Regions from separate parts of the Mus musculus genome. Here all the other regions are linked to region 2. The links are chromatin contacts, called in public promoter capture Hi-C maps. All regions are on one chromosome and are shown on one strand. Each heading gives the region's core, a stretch centred on a gene start, on an enhancer-like site or on the middle of the called end of the contact. The rest is flanking DNA. Distances are from core to core; before and after follow the strand shown.

What was found. Promoter capture Hi-C pulls out the DNA fragments that hold promoters and counts their contacts. Capture Hi-C pulls out chosen DNA fragments and counts their contacts.
Region 1: a contact with region 2 is called in a promoter capture Hi-C map of adipose tissue. The contact joins the promoter of Cdkl1 here to the promoter of Sav1 in region 2. A contact is called at or near these places in 3 of 39 promoter capture datasets (cranial neural crest, liver and maxillary cranial neural crest), 1 of 484 Hi-C or Micro-C datasets (embryonic stem cells), 2 of 115 datasets of contacts at active chromatin or transcription factors (effector CD8 T cells and pancreatic cancer cells) and 2 of 9 other capture datasets (adipose tissue and liver).
Region 3: a promoter capture Hi-C map of hippocampal neurons shows a contact between it and region 2, with 2.3 times the contacts expected there. The contact joins the enhancer-like site here to the promoter of Sav1 in region 2. A contact is called at or near these places in 9 of 39 promoter capture datasets (the C10 cell line, cranial neural crest, embryonic stem cells and 4 more), 6 of 484 Hi-C or Micro-C datasets (the G1E-ER4 cell line, adipose-derived mesenchymal stem cells, embryonic stem cells and 1 more), 4 of 115 datasets of contacts at active chromatin or transcription factors (embryonic stem cells, epiblast stem cells, extraembryonic endoderm stem cells and 1 more) and 1 of 9 other capture datasets (liver).

What each region holds. Positions count from the first base shown.
Region 1 is chr12:69,789,077-69,793,449 of GRCm38.p6, reverse strand. Cdkl1 (cyclin-dependent kinase-like 1 (CDC2-related kinase)) reads left to right here and starts at 2,743. Exons shown (of 10, transcript NM_183294.2): 1 at 2,743-2,807; 2 at 3,186-3,463. The coding sequence starts at 3,296. 4930512B01Rik (RIKEN cDNA 4930512B01 gene) reads right to left here and starts at 3,106. Exons shown (of 8, transcript NR_033573.1): 1 at 2,999-3,106.
Region 2 is chr12:69,984,696-69,988,793 of GRCm38.p6, reverse strand. It overlaps Sav1 (salvador family WW domain containing 1), which reads left to right and starts at 1,792. Exons shown (of 5, transcript NM_022028.2): 1 at 1,792-2,120. The coding sequence starts at 2,027.
Region 3 is chr12:70,240,966-70,245,296 of GRCm38.p6, reverse strand. Trim9 (tripartite motif-containing 9) reads left to right here. Exons shown (of 14, transcript NM_001286388.1): 14 at 1-764. Among named protein-coding and RNA genes, the nearest start is that of Gm38467, 12 kb to the right of the region's middle. Within about 2 kb of position 2,561, at least 6 of the 459 cell types and tissues checked have an H3K27ac peak or open chromatin away from gene starts, as enhancers often do. A contact at or near this core is called in hippocampal neurons, where this site is marked.

The sequences.
Region 1 (4,373 bases), core at 1,494-3,993, 200 kb after region 2:
AATGTCCCTAAGTATGCTACTGCGGTTCTGTATATCATAGTTATACTGTTTTGGTGCCAAGTATTATAAAATCAAGGAATTGGTCAACTTTTTTTTTTTTTCTTTTTTTTTGGTTTTTCGAGACAGGGTTTTCTCTGTATAGCCCTGGCTGTCCTGGAACTCACTTTGTAAACCAGGCTGGCCTCAGACTCAGAAATCCGCCTGCCTCTGCCTCCCAAGTGCTGGGATTAAAGGCGTGCACCACCACACCCAGCTGAATTGGTCAACTCTTAAAAACAAAGATACTCTTGCAACATCAAATGTTCTTTATAGGAAGAAAAACGAGCATATTCATTTTGTTTTTAATAAGTGATAAAATTATATAGACACCAAAGAATTAGTGTGTATGAGAGAGAGAAAAAGAGAGAGGGAAAGAGAGAGAGAGAGAGGTGCATAAGGGGTGGTATTTTTTTGAGACAGGATCTAGGCTGGCTTGAACTGCCTGTGAGGCCTGGGAATAGACTTTAACCTTCCTGGTCCTCCTACCTTTAGCTCCCAAGTGTTAGATTTACACGAATATGTCACTAGTCCTGGCTCTCCAAGAATTATTTTAAAAATAATTTTTTCATGATTTAATTTTAGAAAACGTTTGACTTGTAAGCTTACTTTATATACCTATATAACCTGAAGACAGTTAAAAGCTTCTCGTGAAAAAAAGGACAGAGTGAGCAAAGCTCAAGAAGGCCCACAAGGGCATAGCTGTCAGGAGGCAGGTCATTAAGCGTCCTCTTAGAGGCTGCCTACAGCAAGCGTAAGTGAATAAGTGAATAAACAATTAACCACCAATGTGCTTACTAGCATAAGACTGCTTTCAATAACAACTCAGAGCAGTGTGGTCTTGCCATCACACAGAAGAACCTACCCAGTGAAAAGAGAAAGTGATAAAGAAAAATCAAAATGTCCCTACTTGGTGGTCCCTATAAACAACTCTCTTAAAAGGTGAAGGAGAACATTGTCAGAGACAGGAACAATAACAGCAATCCTGTCTCCCACTGGGGGCACCTACCTGGCGAGCACAGGGTCCTGAGCTCCACCCAAGTATGGAAATTAGTAATAAGATCGCCATCTTGTACTTAATTCAATCAACTAGAGGGGTTTTGTTTGTTTGTTTGTTTGTCCTTCTGCCTTTTGCCATGTCCCAAGTGAGAACTGCAGCCCACTGGGGAAGAGAGAGGTGTTGGCGCCAAAAAATTTCCATAAGTCTCTTAGAATCCTGAAGCGAGAACACATCTATAGGGAAGGTTAAAAGTCAAATTCATATTAAAACCATTAGAAGCCATTAACCATCTATTTTAATAGCTAAATCCGCTGGTGAGATGGCTCAGCAGTTAAGAGAGCTGACTGCTCTTCCATAGGTCCTGAGTTCAAATCCCAGCAACCACATGGTAGCTCACAACCATCCGTAATGAGACCTGACGCCCTCTTCTGGAGTGTCTGAAGACAGCTACAGTGTACTTACATGTAATAATAGATAAATAAATATTTTTAAAAAATAGTTAAAGCCAAAAGGACCGCAAGGATGCCGGGCACTGGGGACATTGCAGGTGGGAAGGTAAAATGGAAAAGATAAGCTCAATGTGCAGAGGTCTCCCGCTAAGGATTTCCCCAAGAAAAATGAAGACCTGGCTTCACAGAAAGCACCATGCACGGCGTCTATAGCGGCTTCATGTATAATCACCCCACACTGGAAACAATCCAAATATCCTTCAACCAGGATTGAATAAACAAATAAATACCAGTCAGTACGTTCATACAACAGAACGCTACCCGGCAATAAACAGGAAGACACTGCTGCTAAATGCAAGATGTGTGTGGCTCTCAGATGTATTCTGTGAAGTGAGAATCTGACTCAATAAAAGCTGTGCACTGTATGTTTCCATGTACGCGATATTCTGGGCAAGGCAAAGCTATCGAGAAGACAAAAGTCAAAAAGAGTAGGCATTCACATTTGCACATGATTTCTGGGGAGGGTCCCAGACCACCACGAGTCTATTCTAGTAACTCATTATACCTCTACCCTTTGCCAGGCAGCCGTCACGCTCGGTATGCCCAGACCCAGCTTCCTCTTGAGCTCTGTGTACATTTGCATCGCACGTTCCTTGCCCCGGGTTGGCCAGGTTTCACATCGTGCGTTTTCTCTGCTGTAGCCCTGCCGCCAGCACACAAGCACCTCGGCGCCTAGCATAGGGGATGGAAGGGCTGACAAAATGTAGAGGCTGTCTGTGCGATCCTTATTTCAAGATTTCCTGCATCCATCAACTGCCACTGTCACTGTACTGAAACAGGTTCAATAAGAAGGTGATTGGGGAAAGAGTCAAGGCAATCAAAGCAGGCTCTGCACCGCCAAGACCCCACTACATGGGAGGGAAGGCCATCCTGCCTCCCTCTATTGCCTCACTCTCTCTCATTCATTTTTCGAAGCTGCAGCACCGAGCAATTGCTGTCCTCCGGGGTTCACAGGCGAGGAACGGACACCAAGGAGTGGACGTAATAAGGTATGGACCTGGTCACCCTAGCCCGAGCAGGCTGCTAGGACAGCCTGGGAGCAGGCGTTCTCCCTGCAAACTCTCCATGCTGTGATTTCCACGATTTAAACCCTCTGGACCTGCAGCGCGGGGTCAGGGACCCGGCCAAGTGGCTGCGGGTACAGCAGGGCGGAGGGCGGCCCCGCCCAACCGGCGCGGTTCCCATGGGGATCGCAGCAGTCACCCAGCCGAGCTGCAGGCTGCTGTGCTAGAGCTGGGCCGAGAGGCGCCTCAGGAGTCAGGGTGGGAGGTCCCCACAGTCCCTGCAGTTCCCGCAGTCCCCACGGGCCCGGTTGCCCAGCCGGTGTCCTCTTCCGGAGGGAATTGAGACCCGAAACTAGAACCGGGGAAGCCCTTCGCCTTCCTGGTGCTCCAGCCAGCTCAAGTGTCTTAGATCGTATGAACCATAACGTTAAAAAGATAGATTATCTTACAGCTCGGCTCGTTTTTGGATGCTGGCTACATCTTTAGCTCGAGGGAATGAAACAGACAACTGAAATTAGGTCACCCATGGCAGCCACCTGTAGACTCCCAGCCTTGACCGCGATGTCATTGCTGGGTGGGGGTGGAGTCCACACCTGGCTGATCCTTATTCTTTAACTCGCGCCTTGTTTTCTCTAGATCGCGGACGACAGCCCTTACTTGATGAGGCTCGAGAGAGGTCAGTTCATAAACGACCTTTAAAAACTATATGAAAATCCGTTCTCAAGAAGACTTGCTCCTCCTCTGTAATGGAAAAATATGAAAAAATTGGAAAGATTGGAGAAGGCTCCTATGGGGTAGTGTTCAAGTGCAGAAACAGGGACACGGGTCAGATCGTGGCCATCAAGAGGTTTCTGGAAACCGAAGATGACCCTGTCATAAAGAAAATCGCCCTTCGAGAAATCCGCATGCTCAAGGTAGCTAATTTGCTTTTTCTGTGCTAGATAGATGCTCTGGGCTGAGGCTCTGCCCTCTTCCCACACAGCCTTTGTCTTCAATGGCACAAATCAGAGTCTGTGCGCAGAGAACGGATTATGTAAGAGTAAGAAGGTGGACAGGAGAGGTGTGGGGCTCTCTTGGCGTCAACTGCAGACAGTCTTTTCACGGGTCTCTAAGAAGCAGAATTTAAAACAACTCGACTTTGCTAGAGTTTTTGAGTTTTGAGCTTCCAGCTTGTTTTCATTTTGTATTTTTAACCCATTGTCCTGTTTTCTTGGGCTATATATGCATCTGTATATGTGTGTTCATGTGTGCGCGCATAAATGTGTGTGTGTGTGTGTGTGTGTGTGTGTGTGTGTGTGTGGCATTTGGAAGCCAAAGGTTAACACTAGCCATCTTCTTCAACCATTTTCCCCCTTGTATATGGATACAGTGTCTCACTAGGATTGCTAGCCAGTGCTCTCCAGGATCTAGTACTGGGATTGCAGGTGGACAGCTGCCCTCGGGCAGCATTTATTGTGAGTGTTGGAATCTAAGCTTAGGTCCTTGGACAAAGGTGTTCATTACAAGACAAAAGTGTGTTCCCTCTTATTCTGGAAAGAGGCTTCTCTGAATTTCTCAGAGGCAATGCAGCTGCTACTGCAGGATGAGGCAGGCCATGGATGGCTCCCATGGGGAATCAACTGTGCTTCAGAAAGTGTGGCCTCGGTGTTCTGTCCAGACCCTGGCCAAGTGTATGAGTGGATGATGCTCTCAGAAGGGGTGAACTCAAATGTTTGTGCCGGTTCCCAGCTGGGGTCCTCTGCCTACTCTCCTCCACACAGCCAGTGTTGCACTCTGCTCTCGTGAGCCACTGACCATGTCCACTTTCTCAGTAGAAGCTGATAG
Region 2 (4,098 bases), core at 543-3,042:
TCCTCCCATTGATGACCGACTAGGCCATCCTCTGCTACATATGCAGCTGGAGCTATGAGTCCCACCATGAGTAATCTTTGGTTGGTGATTTAGTCCCTGGGAGCTCTGAGAGTACTGGTTAGTTCATATTGTTGCTATGGGCTGCAAACCCCTTCAGCTCCTTGGGTCCTTTCTCTAGCTTTTTTTTTTTTTACTCTTATGCCATAATCAATCTGTCAGCAAACCCTGCTGCAACTCTAAAATGCCTACAATCACTTAGCGCTTGTCCTGCTGCCTTTATCCATATGCATGCTAGCAATATTTTTTTATCACCTCCCTTATTTTGAAACCCCACTCCCCCATTCAGTCTACTCTCACACAGCATCCAAAGTGATCGCATTAAATACGTCTCTCCTCTACTCCAAAGGCCTAGGTGGGTGGCCAGTTACCAAGGAACTTCATTTCCCTCTACTCTTCTCTGTTCCAGTTCCAGCTACGTGACCCTCTTCCTATTCCTACAATGAGCCAGAAACACGACCACTTGCAGTGACTTGCATTTGCTCTTCTGAGGCCTCACTCCAGATAGCACCATAGCAAGCTAATTCCAGCATTGCCTTCTCACTGGCTTCATTATCCGACCCCCTTTCCAAGCTGTGGGATCTCTCTTGTTTATGCTTCCTTCAGCGCTCACTCTGTTACATACTATGGCTTACTAGTTTTATTTTTTGTGATCTCTCTTCCCCATAACCGCAGGACCTTTGTTGTTATATCCCAGACACCTAAAACAGCACCTTGGATGCTGGGTGCTCAATAAAATATTTGTTATAGGATTATAGGGACCTTTAACAAGGAAACATTTCATAAAAACACAGGAGACAGACAACTGATTAAATGTCTTTGTGCATGGCTAAAAAAAAGAGCAGTTTGGTGTCTTGTTCTGAGGTTGGTGTTTTGCTTCTGTGTTTTAAGCACATTCTCTTCATTATGAAAGCCTTACTTTGATCAAGAGGAGTGAGTCCCAATCTTATTCTCCAAGTTATTCTGTGTACCTGAGCGAGTTAAAGAGAACAAAGTAGAATCTGATATATTAGATAGAAAACTCCCAGTTCTGAACTCTGGTGCTCAAAGGCTTCAAAATTCTAAGACTTAACTGCAAGAGAAGGCATGTGGTTATTAAGAATACATATTAAAATGATGAAATAAATACACTAACGTCAAATTTATCTTAGGAGCTGTAGAAACTCCATCTTCTTTTTTAATCCGAAAGCGCGGATGGGGATGGGGGGCACAAAAGGGGGTGGGCTACCAAGGGTTGGGGGAGATAATAAGAGGACAGAAGAAACGGAGACTCAGTTTTTACAGTAGTCACGCTGTCACCAGAAGAGTCATCTGTGTTACTAGGTGTAGCCCTCGCGGTCCCAGCACACCCGAGGGCTGCCTTCCCTCAGCAACCAGGACACGCGGCTGCGGTTGCGGGAAGCAGGGCGGTAGGCAAGTCCAAGGCGAGAGCCGCTCGCCGCCCAGCGGGCTCCGGACCGCCCGGACTCCAGCTCCCCAGCGGCGGGAGCCGGCCCGCGCAGCCGCACTGAGGGCCGCGATGGTCGCCACACCCGGCCCGTTAGCCGCCCGCCCGTCGCGAGTCGCCGCACGCAGCCGCGTCCGCGCCCGGCGGGGGAGGGGCGGCCCGTGCGCGTCGGCTTTCCCAGCATTCCCAGCGGCGCGGGGAAAGTTTACCGGACGTAGGCGGTGGCCGCAGCGGTAGCGGCTCCGGGCGGCGGACCATGGCCCTGGTGGGCGGCCGCGGCCCTGTCCCAAGGCGGCCTCGGGCGGCGTCGTTGAGCCGGCTGACTTCCCGGGAGGAGCTGCCCTGCGACTGAGCGGCGGCGGGCGCGCTTAGCGCGGCCAACATGCGGCGGAGCCTGCGGGCGGGCGCGGGCGGCGGAGACCCGAGGCGAAGGCGGCGGCGGCGGCCCGGGAGGCGGCGGCGGGCGGCAGGCTCGCGGCCCTAGCGAGGCTGCTGGGGCGGCGGCGGGAGTCGTCCGCGAGGATGCTGTCCCGCAAGAAAACCAAAAACGAGGTGTCTAAGCCGGCCGAGGTGCAGGGCAAGTACGTGAAGAAGGAGACGTCGCCCCTGCTGCGGAGTGAGTGTCGTGGGCGGTGGCGGGTGGGGACCCGGCGCAGCCTCGGGTGGTGCTGGAAGACCGACTCTGGGAAATGCATGGCTGTCCGTGGTGTTGGGGAAAAAGTGCTTCGACCCGGGCACCTCTCTGCTGGGTACGTCCGGGCCCCGCGTTTGCGACCATCGCAGCGCCACTCGTCGGCTCACGCACTCGCACACGCACACACACACGCGAGAGTGGATTCCTTCCTTAGTCCTGCAGCGGGACACAAACTTGTGAGGCAAAGAACCTGATACTTGATACTTGTAGCCACTACCAGCGTCCTAAGTAACACACACACACACACACACACACACACACACACACACACACACACACGAGAGACTTGATACTTGTAGCCACTACCAGCGCCCTAAGTAACACACACACACACACACACACACACACACACACACACACACACACACACACACACACACACACACACACACGAGAGAGAGACTGGATTCCTTAGTCCTTCAGCGGGACACAGACTTGTGAGGCAAAGAACCTGATACTTGTAGCCACTACCCAGAGTCTTTTCATTTCCCAGAGTAGACAAGCCATTAACGTATTTGGATTAGGCTTTGCTCCTAAAATTAAAAAAAGCAAAGTATTCAGAATAATTTCAGCCATACCAGGCAAGTTCCTAACTTTATTCCTCTTTCCGACATATGTTCCGTCCCCTCCCGTACGTAGCTTTTCTTCTCCGTTTAAAATATTTGAGTTTTTAACTTGAACGCCTTGATTCTCCTTTTTTAAAATTCTTGGGTAGTCAGAGAGCTAATCCTTTGGTTCTCATTCTAGGAGCTGGACCCCTTGTGTAAGTTTCCTTCTTGGAAACTGGAAGTAACCGTGTGACTTAAATTAAGCATTACCTCATATTGTAATTGGGAAAGCTGCTCACAGGGGTTCCTAGTATTTGCCCAAGATCCCGCAGAAAGGGGTGGAGAGCATATTTTTCCATTGTGACCATGTGTCCAGCCTTACAGGTTCTGTTAGTAGTTGGAGTGCTAGACAACACAGTTGGTGGGGTGGATGTGTCAGTAACTGAAACCATTTTTAAGAGCTTGTTTTTCTGTTTTTTTTAGGTGATAGCTTGCTTTTTGCTGCAAATAAAGTTTATTAAGCATCATTTGAAGTCATGCCACTTGTTGAGTCTTTTAGTGAGTGACTCCATACAGAATTTGTGTCATCGACAGTTAATTATTCCAATATTAAGTTACTGTAGTGTTAGCTTCTGACACCCTTAGTGACATTGATTTAATGAATTCAGAAAATGTGTTCTATATCCAGGTTTCATATTTTAAAGGTAGTTGCTTTCTAAGAACATGAAAGCTGTTTGCACATTCAAATCAGCAGCCATGACCTTGGTTTGGGTTATCTGCTTTTAAAGGAGCCATAATTCTTTCCAGGCTTTTTCAGTAGATCCAGGGTTTGTGTGCATCTTTGGAAGTAGATGACTTTATTTTTCAGTTTCCACACTGAAAGGTCTTGCTTTCTAGTTTTGATAATTGTGCTTAGAACCGGGTAATTCCTGATAGAAAGACAAAAAAAAAAAAATTACCAATAAAAAAGTCTTTTACAGGAAATCTGACTTTGCGGTTTTTTCTTTAAATTTTATTTTAATGAGATGTGTTTGTGAAGAAAGATTCTTGGTGATACTTAAATCAAGTGAAAACACCAAACTGTAGTCATACATGATGCTGGTAAAGGAATTGGTTTGTTAGGTTACTTTCAGCTTAGTGACATTGTATCATGTATGGCAATATGCAGCATCCATTCGTTTGTAGCTGAGTTTACACCTGCATATTAATGCAGATTATAAATGTATTTGCTTGGGAAAATAATCTTCATTTAAAGTTCTAGTATTGTCTTAAAATTTAAAATCTGTTTTCTTATGCCCTTTTGTTTGATATTTTGATCTCAGGATAGTAGACATAAATAACTTTAGACGAGT
Region 3 (4,331 bases), core at 1,312-3,811, 260 kb before region 2:
AGTCACCACCCCGGGCCTCTGAAGTTGCAAACCACACCATTTACATCCTCAGGACAAACACACCATCGCTGTGTCTGCTCTCTGTGCCTGTTACAAATGAGACTCCATCGCTCACTGCTGTCACAGCCTGACTTTCTAAAGAAGCTCAAATCGGGTTTGGAAAAGCGTAAACGTGGATGTCACTCCTGGCACCACCGCGCTTACGACTCCTAACAGAGTAGACACCCTTCAGATGTTTCCGTTTGACACGAAGTTTTAGGGAACGTAGGACCTGTGTGGGGGTGACTTCTGATTAGTTGTGTAAATACTTTCCACTGAGCCAGGAACCCGCTAGAATAATAGTAAATGACAGAAGTGGGATGGGAAAGTGGACAGCGCTTTGACAAAAAGGAACCTCTGTAAATAGCTCACTCGCTCATGTGCGTCCTCCGGGTCATCTCTGTCTTGGTGTTTTTCTAGTTAGAACCTAATTTATTGAATGGGTGCTATCCTGTCTCTGTCTGTCTCGGGTTCCTGTGTCTACAGAACACTGTTGTGGGACTATCCTTGTTTGGTCTTTGATTGTTCCAATGAGAATCCATGGCTGGGCCGCTAGTTACTCTCTTTATTAAATCCATCCCCCAGGTTAGAGTTCTAGTGACTTGTAACAAATAGTTTACAACTGAACTACAACTATAGATGCATACAAATATAGATGCATACTGTACTAAAATAAAAAGGTCGTTCCTGGTATGCCAATAAAGCGTTTTTATGAGAGGAAAAAAGAGTGTCTCTAGAGAAGTTCTTTCTAAGTTTGCACACATCTGGGGGCGCAGAGCACCTCACTCCTCGGGGCAAAGTGCAAAGCATAAAGTCCCCAGAGATGTTGAAGGCGCCCATTCTCTGTCCATTTCTATGTAAGCATGGATCTGCTCTGGGTTTTACACATGCCCTAGCCTGCCTTGATATGAAGTGTGTTCATATGGAAGACTTCGGCAGGTGCTTCTAAACACTGAGATTTAACTTTAATGAGCCTGCTTCTCAAATGGCCACAAACTTGTGCTGCCTAGTAAAACAGTGTCCCTGGCTCCAGCGACTCTTTTTAAGCGGCTGAACAACACAGTTATTTCCATGTGACCATGACACCGCTGATCACCTTTCGTCATTATTAGCCCTGTTCAGTGAATCATCATCCTTGCTCCTTATAGAAAGAAAAGCAGGGGCTGCCGTGATTTCTCAGTCACTAAAGTGCCTGCTCCATCTGAGTCCTCTCCCCAGAACCCAACTAAAGATAGGCAGGCACAGAGGCTCATCTGTAACCCCCACATAGGGGAGGTGGAGGGTCCCCAAGGCCCTGTTGGTTATTGGCTTAGCCTGCTTTGAAGTTCTAAGAGAATCAAAGACCCCATCTCAAAAAAAAAAAAAAAATACAGGTGGATGGCACCTTGCAAAATGATTCCTGAATTTGTTCTCTGGTCTCCACACAGATATGTACACAGGTATACATGCACTTGCACACACATGCACATATTCACATGTGAACACACACACTCTGAGGGCAGGGAGGATGGGGAAAGATTATGAAAGTCACTGGTCTGAGCTACAGTTTCACAGAGTAGCAGGAGGCACCCAGCCAGCAGCTGTGGCCCTCTGTCCATTTAGTTTCTGCCTGACCTTTTCCTTGCTCGCTAGTGGGAGACCTTTTTCTGCTTCTTTTATTCGTCCCCTCCATCCTTGCTGGGTTTTCTTCTCCTCACTGCTTGGTGAAAGCCATTAGCAACTCTTTATTCTCCTCCGGTGCTAGGGCTAATGGGTTTTCTGTGACGTCGAAGTGACTTGCTAGAAATCACCCTATTTTCCAGAAATGGTGTCCTTTCTTCTGCCTCCAGTGTGTATGTTTATCTTTCACCCACATACTCAATTCACAGATGTGGAAGGGGGCTCACTATTGTATCCAGATCTCTGATTAGAATATAAAGAACAATACATTTTCAGATCACATCATCTTACAAACTTTATGGACACTAGAGACAACTGAAAATATTTCTCGAGTATGCATCTCAGCTGTTCCTGTCATGCCTGGGACTTATTCACAGATCTTGCAATGGATCCTCCTTAACAGGCACTACCTAGAACTTTTGTGTGTCTGAGCTTCTGGGCATAACCATGGAATCACATGGTTTCTGAATATGGATGAACAATATGAGCACCTGGGAAACCATCACTCCAGGCCTTTTGACGTGTGACCTCTCCACCCTGCTGTGCTAAGGAACACTGAAAATACATGTGGGCTGCTTCTCTGGGTGGGGGGAGGTGAAGGCGAGGGGACCAAAGTTCTATCAAATTCCTTTTATAGAATTAGATTTCATGGAATTGGATAATGACAAAATTGTTCAAGCATGCCAATGTCCGAAAAGCTATGAGGATGTACACGCTGGGGGAAAGTCGTTGGGGCCTAGGGATATCATTCAGTCAGTAAGTGGGCCCGTCTCACAAGCACAAAGCTCTGGGTTCCATTCCAGCATCATTTAAACCCAGGGCTGCGGCAGACGGCTTGACAAAAAGGAGAAATGTGTTTAGCTCACTCTTAGCAACCCCAGCATGCACTGGAGAACATTTGTGTGTTTAACTAAAGAAAGCCATATGGCATCTCTCTAGCATTTCTCAAATCATTATTCTTGCATTTGGGGGCCAACGTTGAGTAAAATTAAACCTACTTTAACAGAAGGACTGCATTGAGACAGTGTGTCTGACCATCTAAGGCAGCTAGTAGGTGACTAAGGGACAAATGAGCAGGGGCAGTACAGCATGGGATAACCTGGGCAAAGGGAGGACTCATGGGGAGGAGGGTCAGGAGGGTCTGTGATGTGAGCACACTATTAGGAGGACATATATCTCAGTCTCTTTGGTTTTTAAGACAGAGTTTTACTATATTTCTCTAGCTGGCCTGGAACTCACTCTGTAGACTAGGTTGACCTTGACCTTGCAGAGAGCCTTCTGCATCTGCTTCTGCTTCTAGAGTGTTGGGTTTACCGGCATACAGAACCATGCCCAGGCCAGACAATTTTCAGCTTATGAATTGTTTGTTTCTGGAAGCTTCTGTCTGATAGTTTCAGACTGTGGTTGGTCATACGTGACTAAAAGCACAGGTGACACTGCTGTGAATAACAAGCAGGAGACAGACATGTCTGCAGAGCAAAGGGGCACACGGGAAGGAGAAGCATAAGGCAAGGCTTTGAGAGGTAAGAGGAAAGACATGCCAAATGTAAGTGAACTCTTGAGTAGCCTCTACCCTCTGCGCCCTCAGAGGACTCGAGAGGGGTCAGTCTAGTGGCGGTGATGCAGCAGCCAGCAGTGACTGCTTCAGCTCTGGTTCATACCATGAGAGCTACATATGCCCAGGCAGCTGCCGACACTCACCCACAGCGTCCATATCCCTAAAGTGGAGGTGATCATGTAATTGTTCTGAGGGCTTAATCAAATAATGCTAGTGACAAAACTCAAAAGAGTGCCAGGATGTTTTGTAGCAAACTGCAATAACCTCCTGGAAAGAAGAGGGTGTTCCTGAGACTCAAGAAGTCAACAAAACTTCCAAGTCCAAGAATGGTGAGACAAAAGGTTCCCAAAGCTGATCCCAAGGTTCTGAGACTATACTTGAGTATACATGCAGTAAACATTTGCTGGGGAACTGAGACTCTCTCCCTCGCCAAGCTTCTGACGGCTCTGCCAGGAGCTCTCGGGATGCAGCTTTCCTGAGTCGCCACTCATTCTGGGCTTTTCAGTGACGCCTTTGAGTCATTCATGCTACTGACAGTAACCCCGATAAACTCACTGACTCAACACCTCACGGGCATAGACTTGGTTGGAATTGTTGCTTTCACACCTTATCTGTTGCTGAAGAGATGTTCACTAGTGGCTTTGCAACAGATGCTTCAAAGCTTACAAGGGTCAGCAAGATCTCAACTGAGCATCAGTAGCTATTCTTACCGTCACATTCTGACAAAATATGTACCTGATAGAGTTTTCACAGCAGTAATCAGAAGAGAATAATAATTCCCAAGAACAACTACAGCATTTCTTGTTTAAAGTTTTTTGAAATTTTCATGTAGTTTCAACAGAGAATCACGAAAGGAGGAAATAGAGATTATTTCAAAAGGTGAAAGAATGTTCCGAAATTGGTCAACTAGGATGGGAGAGATGGCTCAGCAGGGAAGGAAGGGTCTTGCCATCAAGCCTGAAGACCTGAGTTTGAGTCCTGGGACCCACACATTGGAGGGAGAGCTCCAACTCTCACAACTTGTTCTCTGACATCAATACTGGCAGCATGGTATGCTCACTCTAAACCATACTCT